5 separate regions of the Mus musculus genome follow, and regions 1, 2, 3 and 4 are each linked to region 5. Evidence: chromatin contacts called from public promoter capture Hi-C data. All regions are on one chromosome and are shown on one strand. Each heading gives the region's core, a stretch centred on a gene start, on an enhancer-like site or on the middle of the called end of the contact. The rest is flanking DNA. Distances are from core to core; before and after follow the strand shown. Region 1 holds the start of 2310030G06Rik (RIKEN cDNA 2310030G06 gene). Region 2 holds the start of Dlat (dihydrolipoamide S-acetyltransferase (E2 component of pyruvate dehydrogenase complex)). Region 3 holds the start of Il18 (interleukin 18). Region 4 holds the start of Pih1d2 (PIH1 domain containing 2). Region 5 holds the start of Npat (nuclear protein in the AT region).

What was found. Promoter capture Hi-C pulls out the DNA fragments that hold promoters and counts their contacts.
Region 1: a promoter capture Hi-C map of liver shows a contact between it and region 5, with 3 times the contacts expected there. The contact joins the promoter of 2310030G06Rik here to the promoter of Npat in region 5. A contact is called at or near these places in 4 of 39 promoter capture datasets (embryonic stem cells, hippocampal neurons and liver) and 2 of 115 datasets of contacts at active chromatin or transcription factors (astrocytes and extraembryonic endoderm stem cells).
Region 2: a contact with region 5 is called in a promoter capture Hi-C map of pre-B cells, with 2.9 times the contacts expected there. The contact joins the promoter of Dlat here to the promoter of Npat in region 5. A contact is called at or near these places in 5 of 39 promoter capture datasets (cranial neural crest, hippocampal neurons, liver and 1 more) and 2 of 115 datasets of contacts at active chromatin or transcription factors (astrocytes and large pre-B cells).
Region 3: a promoter capture Hi-C map of pre-B cells shows a contact between it and region 5. The contact joins the promoter of Il18 here to the promoter of Npat in region 5. A contact is called at or near these places in 3 of 39 promoter capture datasets (hippocampal neurons, liver and pre-B cells) and 1 of 115 datasets of contacts at active chromatin or transcription factors (astrocytes).
Region 4: a promoter capture Hi-C map of liver shows a contact between it and region 5, with 9 times the contacts expected there. The contact joins the promoter of Pih1d2 here to the promoter of Npat in region 5. A contact is called at or near these places in 6 of 39 promoter capture datasets (the 3T3-L1 cell line, embryonic stem cells, erythroid cells and 3 more), 2 of 115 datasets of contacts at active chromatin or transcription factors (astrocytes and embryonic stem cells) and 2 of 9 other capture datasets (adipose tissue and liver).

The regions. Positions count from the first base shown.
Region 1 is chr9:50,745,162-50,747,861 of GRCm38.p6, forward strand. 2310030G06Rik (RIKEN cDNA 2310030G06 gene) reads right to left here and starts at 1,366. Exons shown (of 4, transcript NM_025865.3): 1 at 1,281-1,366. The coding sequence starts at 1,312. It also overlaps a transcript of Cryab not described here.
Region 2 is chr9:50,658,449-50,661,148 of GRCm38.p6, forward strand. Dlat (dihydrolipoamide S-acetyltransferase (E2 component of pyruvate dehydrogenase complex)) reads right to left here and starts at 1,332. Exons shown (of 14, transcript NM_145614.4): 1 at 743-1,332; 2 at 240-341. The coding sequence starts at 1,018.
Region 3 is chr9:50,553,250-50,555,949 of GRCm38.p6, forward strand. It overlaps Il18 (interleukin 18), which reads left to right and starts at 1,451. Exons shown (of 7, transcript NM_001357221.1): 1 at 1,451-1,728. Bco2 (beta-carotene oxygenase 2) reads right to left here and starts at 1,889. Exons shown (of 12, transcript NM_133217.3): 1 at 1,772-1,889.
Region 4 is chr9:50,616,050-50,618,749 of GRCm38.p6, forward strand. Pih1d2 (PIH1 domain containing 2) reads left to right here and starts at 1,272. Exons shown (of 6, transcript NM_028300.2): 1 at 1,272-1,549; 2 at 2,397-2,600. The coding sequence starts at 2,424. Nkapd1 (NKAP domain containing 1) reads right to left here and starts at 1,415. Exons shown (of 6, transcript NM_212449.2): 1 at 1,179-1,415.
Region 5 is chr9:53,535,640-53,538,339 of GRCm38.p6, forward strand. Npat (nuclear protein in the AT region) reads left to right here and starts at 1,408. Exons shown (of 18, transcript NM_001081152.1): 1 at 1,408-1,549. The coding sequence starts at 1,513. It overlaps Atm (ataxia telangiectasia mutated), which reads right to left and starts at 1,032. Exons shown (of 63, transcript NM_007499.3): 1 at 924-1,032.

The sequences.
Region 1 (2,700 bases), core at 116-2,615, 2.8 Mb before region 5:
AATAAATAAATATACATGTAAACAAATATACACTTATAGGCAGGGTCTTATTTATTTGTCTATTTTTAGTTTTTTGAGACAGGGTCTCTCTATGTAACCTTGGCTATCCTGAAATGGCCTGCCTCTGCCTTTCAATAGCTGGGATCAAAGGCATTCACTACCATGTTTATCCAAGTTTCCTTTTATTGCTGACTTCTGTATCTGTCACTTCCTGGTACCCAGCACATGCTCAGTTGATATTTGTTTAATAACCAACTAGATTAATAAACTAGCAGGCACAGGACTGGAGTCTAGTATTGTTTTCAAATTTTAGGTGCTTTCCAATGTATCTCACTTTTCTCTCTACATGTGATGTTTACCTGTAAATAAGTATTCTTTGAACTCTGACCCAGACATGGATCATATAGCTAAGAGGCAGCTGACAGGATGAAGCCATATTTGGGAGTTTGTAGTGGTGGTGAACACCCTGGGGGGAAAGTTACAAAAACCACAAATAATCTATTATTTGGTGGGGTTTTTTGTTGTTGTTGCTGTTGTTTTTATTTTGTATTTTTTGTTCTTACTAGCTTTCGATCTCTAAAACCAACCTATGATACAAATAATAGGGACTGTATATTTTTAAAAAAATCGAGGACCCAGTGAATTGACTGGACTGCATGAGGCCACACAGCAAATAGCATGAAAGTTATATTCACAGTTCCAGTGGATTCTCTTCCTTCCCACTTCTGCAGTTTCAAACAAACATTTGTCCAAATTCAGTTGCTCAATCCATGGTCACATCTCTGATTACCTAGTGAGGAAAGTATGGGCCCTGAAGTCTAGCCTCCGCGCTTGGAATCTTGTTTTACCTGCTAAGCTACTAGCCATGTGACTGACACTACCTTCTCTGAGCCTCCGCTCCTTAACCGGCCAAGATGGGAACAACGGTAAGACCACTCACTCACAGAAGACCTGGGACAATTAACCCAGATTAGAAAGTGACTGCACATAGAGAGCACTCCAATGCTCCCGTTATTATGATCTGCGGAAGAATAAAAAAGGAGAGAGCATCGGAAGGAAGGAAAGGAGAGAAGAGAGAAACCAGGCTGGCCCACCGGTGCAGCCAACCTCTGGCCACTCTCCAGCTTGCTGTGTTTTCCAAGCGTCCTAAGGCACCGCTCTCTGCTCCACCTAGGACGTGGCAGGTGGAGGAAGGCACGGACGGTCTCCAGGCTGTCTGATTCTCAGGGTTTCATATCCACCACCGGAGGCGGTCCCCTCCACCTTTCGGCCCTACTCACCAGGTTCCCCCACAGCAGAGCCGGTTTCCCATGGCGGTTGTGTCTCCCAGGGAGCCCAGCTGGTTTTCAGACATAAAGAGGTTTGCGCATTTCCTGGTTCCCGGCTGAGCGAACGGCAACGGCTCCCAGGAAGTCTGTCAGGATCAGATTTCAACCGAGTAGGTTGGACCTTGGAAGCCACCTGGTGGAATGATTCCCAAGTGACTGTTCGCAGCCAAAGGGCAGGAAGACACACGGGCTCCAGGTGAGAGTTATCTCACCTTAGGGATTTGAAACTCCTTTTGATGAAGCTGCAAGCTTCGATTTATAAAGAAACCTGAGATACAAAAGGGCTCTGAGTTTCCATAGGAAATGTGTCTCTCTGTATCGCACGGCCTTTGAAATAGACCCTCCATAAGGGAGTCAAAGCTCGGCCACTACGTTTGCCCTACCACACTCAGGTTTGAGTTTCACTGTCAAGGTAATTGGTACTAGTTTCTGATGTCCTCAATTTGGGTTTGAATCCTAGAGGCTTTTGGAACCTGAAATGTAGGAAAATGGAATGCTCTCATATTCCCACGACTAGAATTAATAATGTGCGCATATCTCCTAACCATTTACCATCTAGATTTCCAGCACACCAAGGCATAAGTACTGAATGTATTACTTAATCCTCTTTCTGGTATAAACCAGATGGCTAACTGATTGGCACGGAGCACTCAATGTTCTCTCCCCAGTCCAGGACCATGAAATCTCTACTTACCCCTGCTTGTAGCTTCTGCTTCCAATGACCCAAAATTGGATTCACTCTTCCCTGGCCAGAAACTATGAGGCAGCTGAATGAATTCCCCTGAGACAATATGTTACCAGGTTGAGTATGGTGTATACCTCCTGGCACTCGGGAGGCAGGAGGATGAGGATCTCTGAGAGTTTGAGGCCAGCCTGGGCTACAGGAGCAAGTTTCAGGACAGCCAGGAATTCATAGAATTCATAGAGGTACCCTGTCTTAAATAAACAGAAACAAACAAGAGAGAAAGAAAGGAAAGAGAGAAGGGAGAATATGTCTCTAAGAAAATCTTTGAAACCTGCAATTCCGATCTTCAATATTTTCTTGGCATTTTGAGTATTGTCCTGGAATATTCATAGTCAGCCCTGAACTCCATGGAGTACACTGGATTCTGAATTCCTCCTCATCTTGGGAAAAACGGGCCTGAGAGTGGCCACTTCATAGGGCTGTGATAACTGAATGAGGTATGTGTGTACAAAGCTTCTGAACAGGCCAGACGCATGGGACGCCCTCAGTAAGTCTTAACCATTGTTACTACTATTGTTCTCAGTGATCAGATGGCTAAGCATTGTATTCTACTATCTCATGTTCCAATCCTGCAGGCCATTCCGTATCCTACTATTAACTACATTCCTTTCATCCTGTAACCTGCGT
Region 2 (2,700 bases), core at 82-2,581, 2.9 Mb before region 5:
ATTGGGGGTGGGGGGGGATATCTCTGAGCATTGCAGGCCAGCCAGAGTTACACCGTGATCTCAAAAACAATTTAGCTAGCTGCTGACAACGTAGCTAACCAATCATCTCTAATAAATGGGGAGGTGGGAGGGGAGCTGCTTCTTAAAGAGAAAGAGGAAACTACCTACCAGAAGGCTAAGCTTTAGTCTATTCAGCAAAGCCACTCCCTTAGGTAAAATCTGCGTGTTTTAAGACTTACCTCTGCAATTAGATCACCCTCACTGATTTTTTCCCCTTCTTTTTTTTCCCAGCGGGCTATGGTGCCTGCCTGCATTGTAGGGGAAAGGGAAGGTAATGGAACCTGCAGAAAAAGAAGCATACATTTAAACAGGCATACTTAGCCCTCGGCGTGCTTTCATTCCACCCAAGTTCATGCAGAGTATTTACTGAGTCACATTTCAAACTGTTCACTGGAGATACAAAGGGAGATCTAGCACTCCAGAAATTCATGACTTTCAGAGGCAGGTTGATCCTCCAGTCAGTCTAGTGGATCTGAGAAAGCACGTGAGACTTCTCAGACCTTTTGCCCATAGCCGCAGGCTTAGACCTCTTTCAATAGAAAAGATGCCCACTGGGAAGGTCTTGGGCGAGGGACCGTAATAGATCTGGGAGGGAGCTGGCTGTCGGAGGCCTCTCAAGGAGGATTCCCCACGCCAAGGAGCGGGCTCTGAAGGACAACAGGCTCCAGGGTGGGTCACTCACCTTCTGATGCGGAGGGAGGCTGTAAGAGCGGCGGCTGGGCGACCCCAGGAGTTGTCGCAGCAAGCGGTTACGCGGGACAGTGCCGGAGCCGGAGCTCCAGCCGCACAAGGAGCGGACCCCATAGCGGGGGATCCCACTACCGCAACGGACCGCAGCGGGGCCAATCCGCGGGCTCCCGCATGGGGCCCCGGGGCCTTCCTTCAAGGCCGCCCACCGAGCCCTGAACCCATCCCTGGGCACAGCACTCCGCGCCCTCCGCGCACAGACGCGCCACATTACTGCCACCGACCCCCACGCCCCAAAGGCTCCGCCGTCTCCGGAGTGACCTCTCCAAGAGCAGCGCGGCTCTGCCGTCAGCCGCGCACTGCGGTCGCGCAGTGTCGTAAAAGCGGCTGCTTGGACGGGCGACCGGAACGTAGGGTTTCCGTGCCCCTCTGCGGGGGGGACGCGTCGGAGACACCCGAGAGGGACGGGAGGCTGCCGCTTAGGATCTGCGGTGACGAAGGCGCTGCGAGGCAGTGCGGGGGCGGTGCACGTTTGGGAGAAACGGGAAAGGCCCTAGGAGAGGTGTCGCAGAGGATGGGAAGTACGGACCAGGGCCGCTCTAAGGGACCCGAGAGTCGGACCGGCTGCAGCCTGAGGGCAGGGAGGCGGTGCCAAAGGGAACGACCGCCTTTGCTTTAAGAAAAAGCTGGGGAAAAGAGCCCGGGCTGACAGTAATGCAAAGCTTTAGGTCGATGGGTGCGGGCGCACCTTGGAAAGTTGGAGAAAGGAAAGGCCCTCGAGTGACGGGGGATCAGGGGGTGACCCTTGGCTGCAGAGCCCGCCCCGTGCAGGCTGTCCTAGGTCCCTAACCCACCGGAAACGGGAGCAGCAGGGTTTTCAGCCAAATGATGTGAAGGGCAGCCAAGAGAAAGGTACATTTTCACATTTCCAGTTAGTCACAGAAGACTAATTATATTTCCTCTATAAAGATACTTGTTTGTAAAAAGCAGTTTTATTACCCCCAGATTTCCACCGTATCCTCTTAAATAGCGAAAATATTTTAACACACACACATTCCTTTAATTATAGCATTACGGAGACAGAGGCAGGTGGAACCCTAGATTCCAGGACAGCCTGGTTTAATGCTGTTCATTGCCAGGCCAGCTTGGGCTACATACTGAGATTCTTTTTTTTTTTTTTTTTAAAGAAAGGTTTAAGATACAACTTTGCGAAAGTCGTTGTCGTGCTGTCCCGCAGTTCTGTGAATTCAATAGGAAAACAACAACAGAAACCTTTCTTAAACTATGGAGTAACAATGTGGGGTCAAAAGAAAAAAAATGGCAACAGTGAAAAGCTGCCGAACCCAGCCGCGCCAACCTAGGTTGTTTCTCACTACTGCTGCCTACACTGAATCCTACCGCGTCGCTGCAGCTGTGGCTGTGAGGACACCCGTGCCCTTTGTACTGCCATGCCCTCGGTGTCACACGAGGCCAGCCAACACTGCCTGAAACACCTTGGCACAGATTCCCCGTGTATGGTGTGATTCGCACTGGTTTTACTGTACAAAGTGTTCTGCTCTCACGTGAGCATAATGATTTAATTGCAGAAAGACATTTCCCACAGTTATCCCTTCTATATAAACATTATAGTAGTATAATCTTTAGGTTGAATTGTTATGAGTATTTGGATTTTAAAATTGCCGTGGCTGATTTGAATTTCATAGAAAATCAATCAGTGAATTTTGGTTTGAGATTAGGACTAAATTTTCCAGTAAATGTCTCCCTAGATTTTCCTATTCTATGTATATATATAATATATATATATATATATATATATATATATATATATATATATATATATTAAATTATGACATTATTTTCTGTGTATATGCTAACCAACTCCATCTCTCCAGACCAACACTGAGCTATCTTGCCAGCTCATATGGTACATATTTATCTGAAGCAGCATCCTCA
Region 3 (2,700 bases), core at 201-2,700, 3.0 Mb before region 5:
AAACCTCAAGTTTTATCGAAAATAAAATAAGGGTTAAGAGAGGTTAATGACTCCTACTCAGACCTCCCATCATAATGAAATGCAATGATACTTAGCAAATGTTAATCTCCTCTACTGACCTCTTATCACCAAGGAAATGTCAAAGTATAACCTTGGACCTTTACCCTTTAATTTCAACGTTGGCCCTTAGTAATCTCATCTTGATTCGTAAGTTCTCCAGTTATGTCTTCGACCCGACTCTCAACTCTTTATCTCCTCTTCTGAATCAGCTCTTCCACCAGCAAACATCTCGCTTCAGTCTCTCTGTGGGCACTGAATTCATTTTGCTCACTCTCCTTACAGCACAGTTCTTCTGACCCCAGTGGCACAGGCCAGTAGGGGAAATTTGAAAAAAAGATGACTCTGTGGCTTACATATAAATTCCCCAGGCTCAAAATTCTGCACGGGTAACTCTGTCTTCATCAGTCTCTCTCCTGGGACTACAGATTTTTTCCTATCCGAAGCCCATCTTCCTCAGCCCTGGTACCTCAACTTCTCCTTCCTATGTGTCACTTCCTGCTGCCTAACTCAGGCCCTTGACTCTTTCTTGGCAGCCTCTCAGTTGAAGTCTGGAAAGAGAAACTTAGTGAGATGAGTTCCTGGAGCCACTGGACCATCTTAAGGGTTAGAGACCTCAGACAATTGCCTCCAGCTCTCATCAGGTCTAGAGATTCTAATTTATCTGGATGAGCGGGGAAGATGCTTTTCCACCAGTGCAATAATGTGAATATTAAATCTCCTACATGTAAATCTGGCTGCATCATTCATTCCTCCATGTGAATTCCATCCATTCAATCACAAATCACTTGTAATTGTTGAAACTACCTGAGCAGGCGAGGCACTTAAAGACCTCGTATGGCCCTCAGCCCACCCTAGCTGTTCACTCCAGCCTAGCTGGATTGCTCCCTAGTCTCATGACCATTCTATTCTCTTCACTTAGGATATTTCTCATCTCCTTCAGATGAAACTTGCATATGCAACTCAACCTTCAAGTTCCAATTTCTGGGTCACCTGCTTCTTAAGCACCGAATTCCCATTTCCTCGCTACAACTTCGGAGAGCTTTCTGGTGGCCCTTATCTTGCTGTCCTGTGTGATAAAAGGCCAGTGCACTTTACAACCTCTCCTGGCAGTATTCTTTGAATACAAAGTCTAGCTATACCTCCCCACTCCTAGCACCTAGCATGCTGCCTTACATACAATACAGCATACTATATAAGTTACTATGGTTAAATAACTTTATAATTAACTGTGCATATTGTTGCCATTTCTGGCAGTTCTATAATTAACCAATCACTGAAAATAAATCCTTGAAGTAGTAACTATAATAGAAAGCTACAGAACAAAAACCACAGGGTTTGAGACAGTTCCCCAGAATGCAAATAGGAGAACCAAACATTTGCATCCGAATACAAAGCAGTGGTTTTCAGCTGGGAAAACTCAGGATAGAGAAAAACCCTTTGAGGCATCCAGGACAAATCAGATCTCTGGGCTGAATCCTGCCCCAGTGCGTCACATTAGCTGACTGAACACTGGCTGTTCCCACAACGATGAGTACACCAATCCTGTGGTTGGTAAAACAAGCTTGCTTTCACTTCTCCCCTGTGGTGTGCTGCCTGCATCACACAAAGAGGCTTTGGAAGCCTGCTATAATCCTCAGGCCCCGGGCGCAGCAGTCCAACTGCAGACTGGTAAGTGGCCCAGGAAAGGAACGGGTAGAGGGGAGTCCCCTACCTGGGCGATGGTACACTGCCACAGGAAGAACCCTGCGGTGTCAAGAAGGCTGCTGAGGAAACGCAGAAACAGTTGAGAAATAGTATTTAACTCAGTTCTTAACTCAGGTCTTGAGATTTCTGAATCTGCAGCCACTGGCCTGATTAAGTAAATAATGAGCCTGGGTTGTCCCTGGCTCTGAGATCAAATGGGACTGGAGGGGAGGGAAAAGGAGAGGCGGGGCTCAAAACACTAACTTAGTCTCAGTTCTATGGCAAGTGTCCTAACCAACTCTAACCTTTGACATTAAAATTGGACCAATAATAGCCTCCCTCCTTAACCATTCCTTATTGGAATTTGCCCCCACCTGCCGCTAAGTCCATGGAACCAGATTCAGGGGTTCATTGTACAACTTCTCTCCTCTGAAATGATTCAGACAGAATGAAGTTTCAATTTAGACTGGCAGGCAATAGCTCACCCTTTTCCCTTTCCTCTCATCCCTTTTCTTTTACATTCATTAGGTGTTTGGGGTGGGAGGGGCGTTGTTTTTGGTTTAGTTTGCGTTGAGCTGGGTTTTCAAGACAGGGTCTTTCTGTATAGTCCTGGCTGTCTAGGAGCTCACTCTGTAGACCAGGCTGATCTCGAACTCACAGAGATCCACATGCCTCTGCCTCCTGAGTGCTGAAATTAAAGGTGATATTCATTAGTTTTATGAAAAGCATTCTCTCACAATAAAGCACAGACAGGAGACCATAAATACATATCACAGTACATAATTTTATTATTTTAACAAGTATCTTTGAGAACCTAAATAACAAACACTGCTTGGAAGCAAAAATAACAAAAAATGAGATTCAGCACCCCATTATTTTGTTATTGTTTTTTCTTTTCTTTTAATTCTAGCAATCTATGCAGAGCAGCTGGAATTCTCTGAGAGCTTAAGGACAGCC
Region 4 (2,700 bases), core at 22-2,521, 2.9 Mb before region 5:
TAAGTGGCCTCGGCCAGCCCTTAACTCATCTTCTTACTGCCACCACCTGCCAACAGACATGCTCTTCCAGTTAGGATGAGTGAGGGTATTTAGATTAATTATAATACTTAAAACTATGCAAATGTTATGTAAATGTTACGATGGAGATTAAAATAATGACCAAAGTGGGAAAGGTCTGTACGTGATCGATACAGATACAATATGATTCCCCAGACATTTTCGGTTGGCCTTTTAACCTATGGGGATCCCCGAGTTTGGACTCTACCCCAACTCCTCAAAATCAAATTCCTTAAAGCCGTAACCTGCCCCCAGGCTGCATGGACTCAGGCAACGGGTGTGTTAGTGTCCCGGCTAGAAATCAAATCTCAAAACTCCCCAAAATTCGCTTGCAAAGATATAAACACGAAGATTTGAAGGCATCAAACACCACGTATGTCAACAGTAAAAAAATAAACTGAATTGTAAAAAAGTTTTTAGATGACCTAAATATCTCTACTCAGGACATTTTGTTTCCTACACTGTACGGAACTTTCCAAAACCCAGAAGACAACGATATTCACATGTGTAGCTAGCAGGGGCTTGGTGCCACTGTCCCGATGCTCACTCACCCCTCGATCCTGAGGAAATCAGGCATCCTGTTAGTGTGAGACGAAGAACCACTCCATTACAAGATCTCCTCCGACCCAGGAAGCCAAGGAGTCAGGGCTGAAAGGCAGCTCTGCAGCTTCACCCGAGTCCTTCGTGAAAACGCAGCCTTCCCACCGGTTACTGTGCCCTCCTCACCCGAGGCCCAGGCTACGGCTGCCTTCCCCCAGCCGAGCCCGCCCGGCGGCTCGCTCTCGGGGACCCAGGCCAGAGGAGGCGCAGGCGCGGAAAGCGGCCTGCGGGCGGGCGGACCGGGGCATTCCCCGCTCTCGCTGGGCTGGGCCGGCGCCCGGCGGCTCGCTTTCACTCCCGGGACAGAATGGGGACACAGGGCTTGGGCACGGCCTTCCGTTGGGCCCCAGGAAGTATCTAGAGTGCCTCGGGGGGAGCTTGAGGTTTCCAAGGGGACGTGGGGGAAAGCGCCCCCATGTCTGTCAGCGGGCTCCCTGCCCCGCCGCAGCCCCGGCGCTCTCGGCGGCCTTCCCTCGCAACGCCCTCCCGACACAAACACACACACACACACACACCCATACCGTGCGCCGCAGCCTCGCGTGGCGGGGTGGGAGAAAAGGTGGCGGCTTCCTTCCGGGCCGGAAGTCGTGCTCCGGAGAAACGCTTCCCTCCCACCGGAGACTCCCACAGAGCGGGCTCGCCGGTCGCCGTGGAAGCTGACGGGTGCAGGAAGGAAGGCGGCGCTCTCCCGAGAGACAAGCGGGACGGCCTGCGGAGGAGCCAGTCCGGACCCGGAGAAGAGAACCGGAACTGGATATAGAGACACAGCTCTACTTTGCGCTCTCCGGACCCAGTTAGATGGTGTACCGGGACTGGTTACCATGGTAACCGGAGTCGCAGTTTGTCGGCAAACTGAGAGAAGACGTGCGCGTTTCCCCCACGTTTGGATTAAGTGTGTATTCGTTGTTGATTTAATCTAACTTTAATATATAATTTGAAGACTCTAAACCTCTTTTTAAAAATATTGGGAACTTTCTCTTTTGCAGAAGGAGGGTGATTGAAGGAGGGCGGAATCTTTGACTATTGCTCTCACATAATGTTCCAGCTTTAAATATTAGTGTTCTTAATCCTTATCTTTTTTTTAAAGATTCATTTATTTATTATATACAGTGTTCTGCATATATAGCTCTATGTCAGAAGAGGCGCCAGATCTCATTATAGAATTGTGAGCTACCATGTGGTTGCTGGGATTTGAACTCAGGACCTCTAAAAGAGCAGTCAGTGCTCCTAACCGCTGAGCCATCTCTCCAGCCCCCTCATCTTTATTTTGAGTATATACACTGCTTGCTCAAGGCAACATAGATGTCTGAAGTTTGCAAGAACGTAAGCATACTGGCTCCAGTGCGCCTACTTTTAACTACTATACTGTCTGTCTATGTATCTGTCTCCCCCGACCCCAGTCTCTCTACCCGTCTTTCTTTCACGCACACACACACACCCCTACCTCACAATTCCAGGTCTGGAAGGCACCAAGTCAGCCAATATCCAACTATTGGAACAAAAGTCCTTTCTGTTCCCTCTGTATTTATGAAGACCAGACGGAAGTACAGGTACAACGTAGGAATTTAGGAAGTGGTTCTACTCACAGACTGTAGGAAAGCCAAGATAAAGCAGTATGGGTGTGCAATCTTTTAGTTAAGACCCGCAGCACACTTGCAAAAGCCTTCCTCCTTCCCTGAAAGAAGAAACAGGGCAGTAAATACCTTACATGCCTTTTCTCAAGTCCTGTCTCTCTGCAGGTTCCAAAGGCCTGTCTCATCACCATCATGACGGTGTCCTCAAAGGGTCTTCTTACCCACATTTCCCAGTTCTGGAATATGCTCGATGATTTGGCTGAAAATGACCCCGAGCGCTACCGGAACTTCATTCAGCAGGAGTTGAAAGATGGCAAACAGCTCTGTGTCAACCCAGAACCTCAACTCTGCATACAGACCAAGATCCTAGTATGTAGAACTGATGCAAGGAAGGAGAGGTCTTCAGTAAAACTACTCTGGGTTAGCCAGGGGATACAGTAGCCTTTTCTAGCGCTACTTTAACACAAGA
Region 5 (2,700 bases), core at 158-2,657:
TCCCCCACCACACACCTACTTTCTCTTTCTCTCTCTTACTATCTCACTCTTTCTCTCTCTCTCTCTCTCTCTTTCTCTCTCTCTCTCTCTCTCTCTCACACACACACACACACACAGCAAATATTCAGTATAACTGTCATCCTGTTACTGTCTTCTCTTACGATCGCTTTATAAATCTATTTGATGACTGTTTTTTTCCTCCTCTTCTTGCTCTCATCCCTTCCTCTGGCTTCAATACACTGGAAACTTGCAAAATCTGTATCACTCAATAACAAGAGCTCGTTACACTTTGTGCCTTTCCATGCACTTCCTTCTGTCTGAAAGCTTCGCTACCATCTTGCAGAAGAATTTACACCCGGCAAGATCTAGCAGCAAAGTCGATTCTTTCAGGCTCAGTTTCCACAGAACCAGTCCTTCCTCGGCTAACACAGTTTTTCCTATCACATTGTCGCTTTGAAAAAGTAGCTGTCTACTTATCTGTGCCAGGTGGCGGGGGTGGGACCGGGGAAGGAGCGCAGGTTAAACATTTTCAAAGGCTCAGAGTGGCTGCCACTTACCTACTACAGACAACACAGGCAATACAACTGACAATGAGAATACGAGACTGTGATTTCCAAGGGCCAGTGCTCTTAACTACGAACATGTGCAAACCTGTAGCTTAAATATAAATAAACGCTCTGAGACTAAAGTATGAGATTTAAAAAATCTAGATCGACCAGAACCCTTAAGATGACAGATAGGAAAGAGGGACGTGCAGAAGGGAAGATTTAGGCTCACTCCATCTAGGGTCTGCAGAAAGAGGGAGAAGATGACGGCCGTTCTGCAGAGAAGGGGTAAGAGCCATTCGGAAGCTGAGGAAAGATGGGCTCAGAAGAGAATTTTCCCCTCACAGAAGTCCCCGAGCGTTCGTCCCTCGCTCCTACCGCTGCATTCTGCCTGCCAATGCAAACCCAGGTCGCTTCGCCTTTTCCCGCGTGCACGGATCTAGCAGCTGGTTCTGTACGCACGCCTTCCCGCTTCCGGCTCTATAAAGCAGCAAGTTGGTAAGGCACGGGTGCCCCAAAGGAAGAAGTCGGCATGCGCCGCCGCACGACTGCGCTTGCGCGTAGGCATCACGCGCTCTCCAACTCAAAACACTCGCTCCCCTCAAAACAGTCTCCCGGCCTGAGGAAACGCGCCTGCGCAGTGCGCACCAATGGCGATTGCCCTCGCTCCCGCAACTCCGCCCAGGGGCCGACGCTCCCACAGCCGGCCACCAGGTCCTCTCTGGCCACAACCCTCCGCAGACGGAAATGACGACGGTTCCGAGGAGAACGGAGGCGGGTTTCATTTCGGCGCCTTTCTGTCTCCCGCGGAAGCGATTGGTTAGTGTGGCACGAAAGAGGCGGGACAAATTGCCGCGGGTTCAGCACCTCCAGTGGAACCGGGAGATGCGGCGGCGCCGGGGCTGTCGCCGTGTTTGCTTTGAGTTGAGTCTCGTCCCTTCAGGCCGCTCCCTGTGCAGCTCGGATCATGCTGTTACCCTCGGATGTAGCCAGGCTGGTATTGGGTAAGCGGCGGCCTGGGAGGGCGGGTGATCGGACCCGGGCTGAGGGGACGGAAAGACCAGGGGCTGAGGGGGAGGGCTGCTCGGGGTGGGGAAGCTCTGAGGAGTGGTCTGCTCCCGTCCAAGTTCAGACTAGCGGAGAGGCTCGGTCCCTCGGCGCCTTGGGACAGTCGAAGCTCCTCGGTGTAGGGATGTCCCTTCTCCTCCTGCTGCGCGATGGGGGCAGCCGAAGGGAGAAAGAAGCTCGGCGGGGAACACCTGGGGCCTGGATTCCGAGGCACAGCCAGGCCCGCTGGGACACCTGAAGGAGTGTCGCCTGCGTGATGGACGAGGCTGCGTGTCCCCTACCCTTTCCCTTGTCAAGAGCCGGGACTGATAAAGGAAAAGGCGGGGGGACCCCCGCTTCCCCGGCCGCCCAGCCTTGTGGAAAGACTTTCCGACGCCCTTACCCATAACCCGACCTTAGCACTGGGAATTTGGGACACAGGGAGGGCCCCACACCCCTGGCCCACCATAGTGGCTTGAAACGCCAATTGCATATTTCAGAACGGCAGCGTGTCGTGTTCTTGAGCAAATATTTAGGAGGTACGACGACTGACTTCTGGTTGCACACGTTCTAGCCCTCGTTTTCCTCCATTTTCGAAAAGGGTTTGTTCATAGACCACTGGTTGGTCGGGAGATACTGTCTCTGGAAAAGACTGTTTTCGTTGTTTGTCCTGTGAAAGAATAAAAGGGATTGTTCTGTAGGGAACAAGAGCCTCTTAGGCTCAAAACTGGACAGTGACTTTGAAACGTTATTTGGGACATCTCTAAAAGAAAGTGGTCGAAGTATGAGGACTCATTCCATAGTTTCCACAGCCGTTACGAACATTTGCTTTGTGCCCAGCCCTGTCCAAAAAATAAAAATTGCACATTAGGCAGGACTTATTTAAGAGGCTCTGTACGATTCTACTGTCCATTTTTTGAGAAACTTAAATACAAAAACTAGTGTTTTGAATGTTTTCATCTTCATCAGACTTGGATAGTTAAATTTATACCTGTGATTTTTAAACTTAGCTTTCTTGTAATTTTAAAATTAGGCTCATACAAAATTGGTTAAAAGTAGACTCACATGATTTTTTTTCTCCCCACCTATACGTATTGTTTAGGTAAGA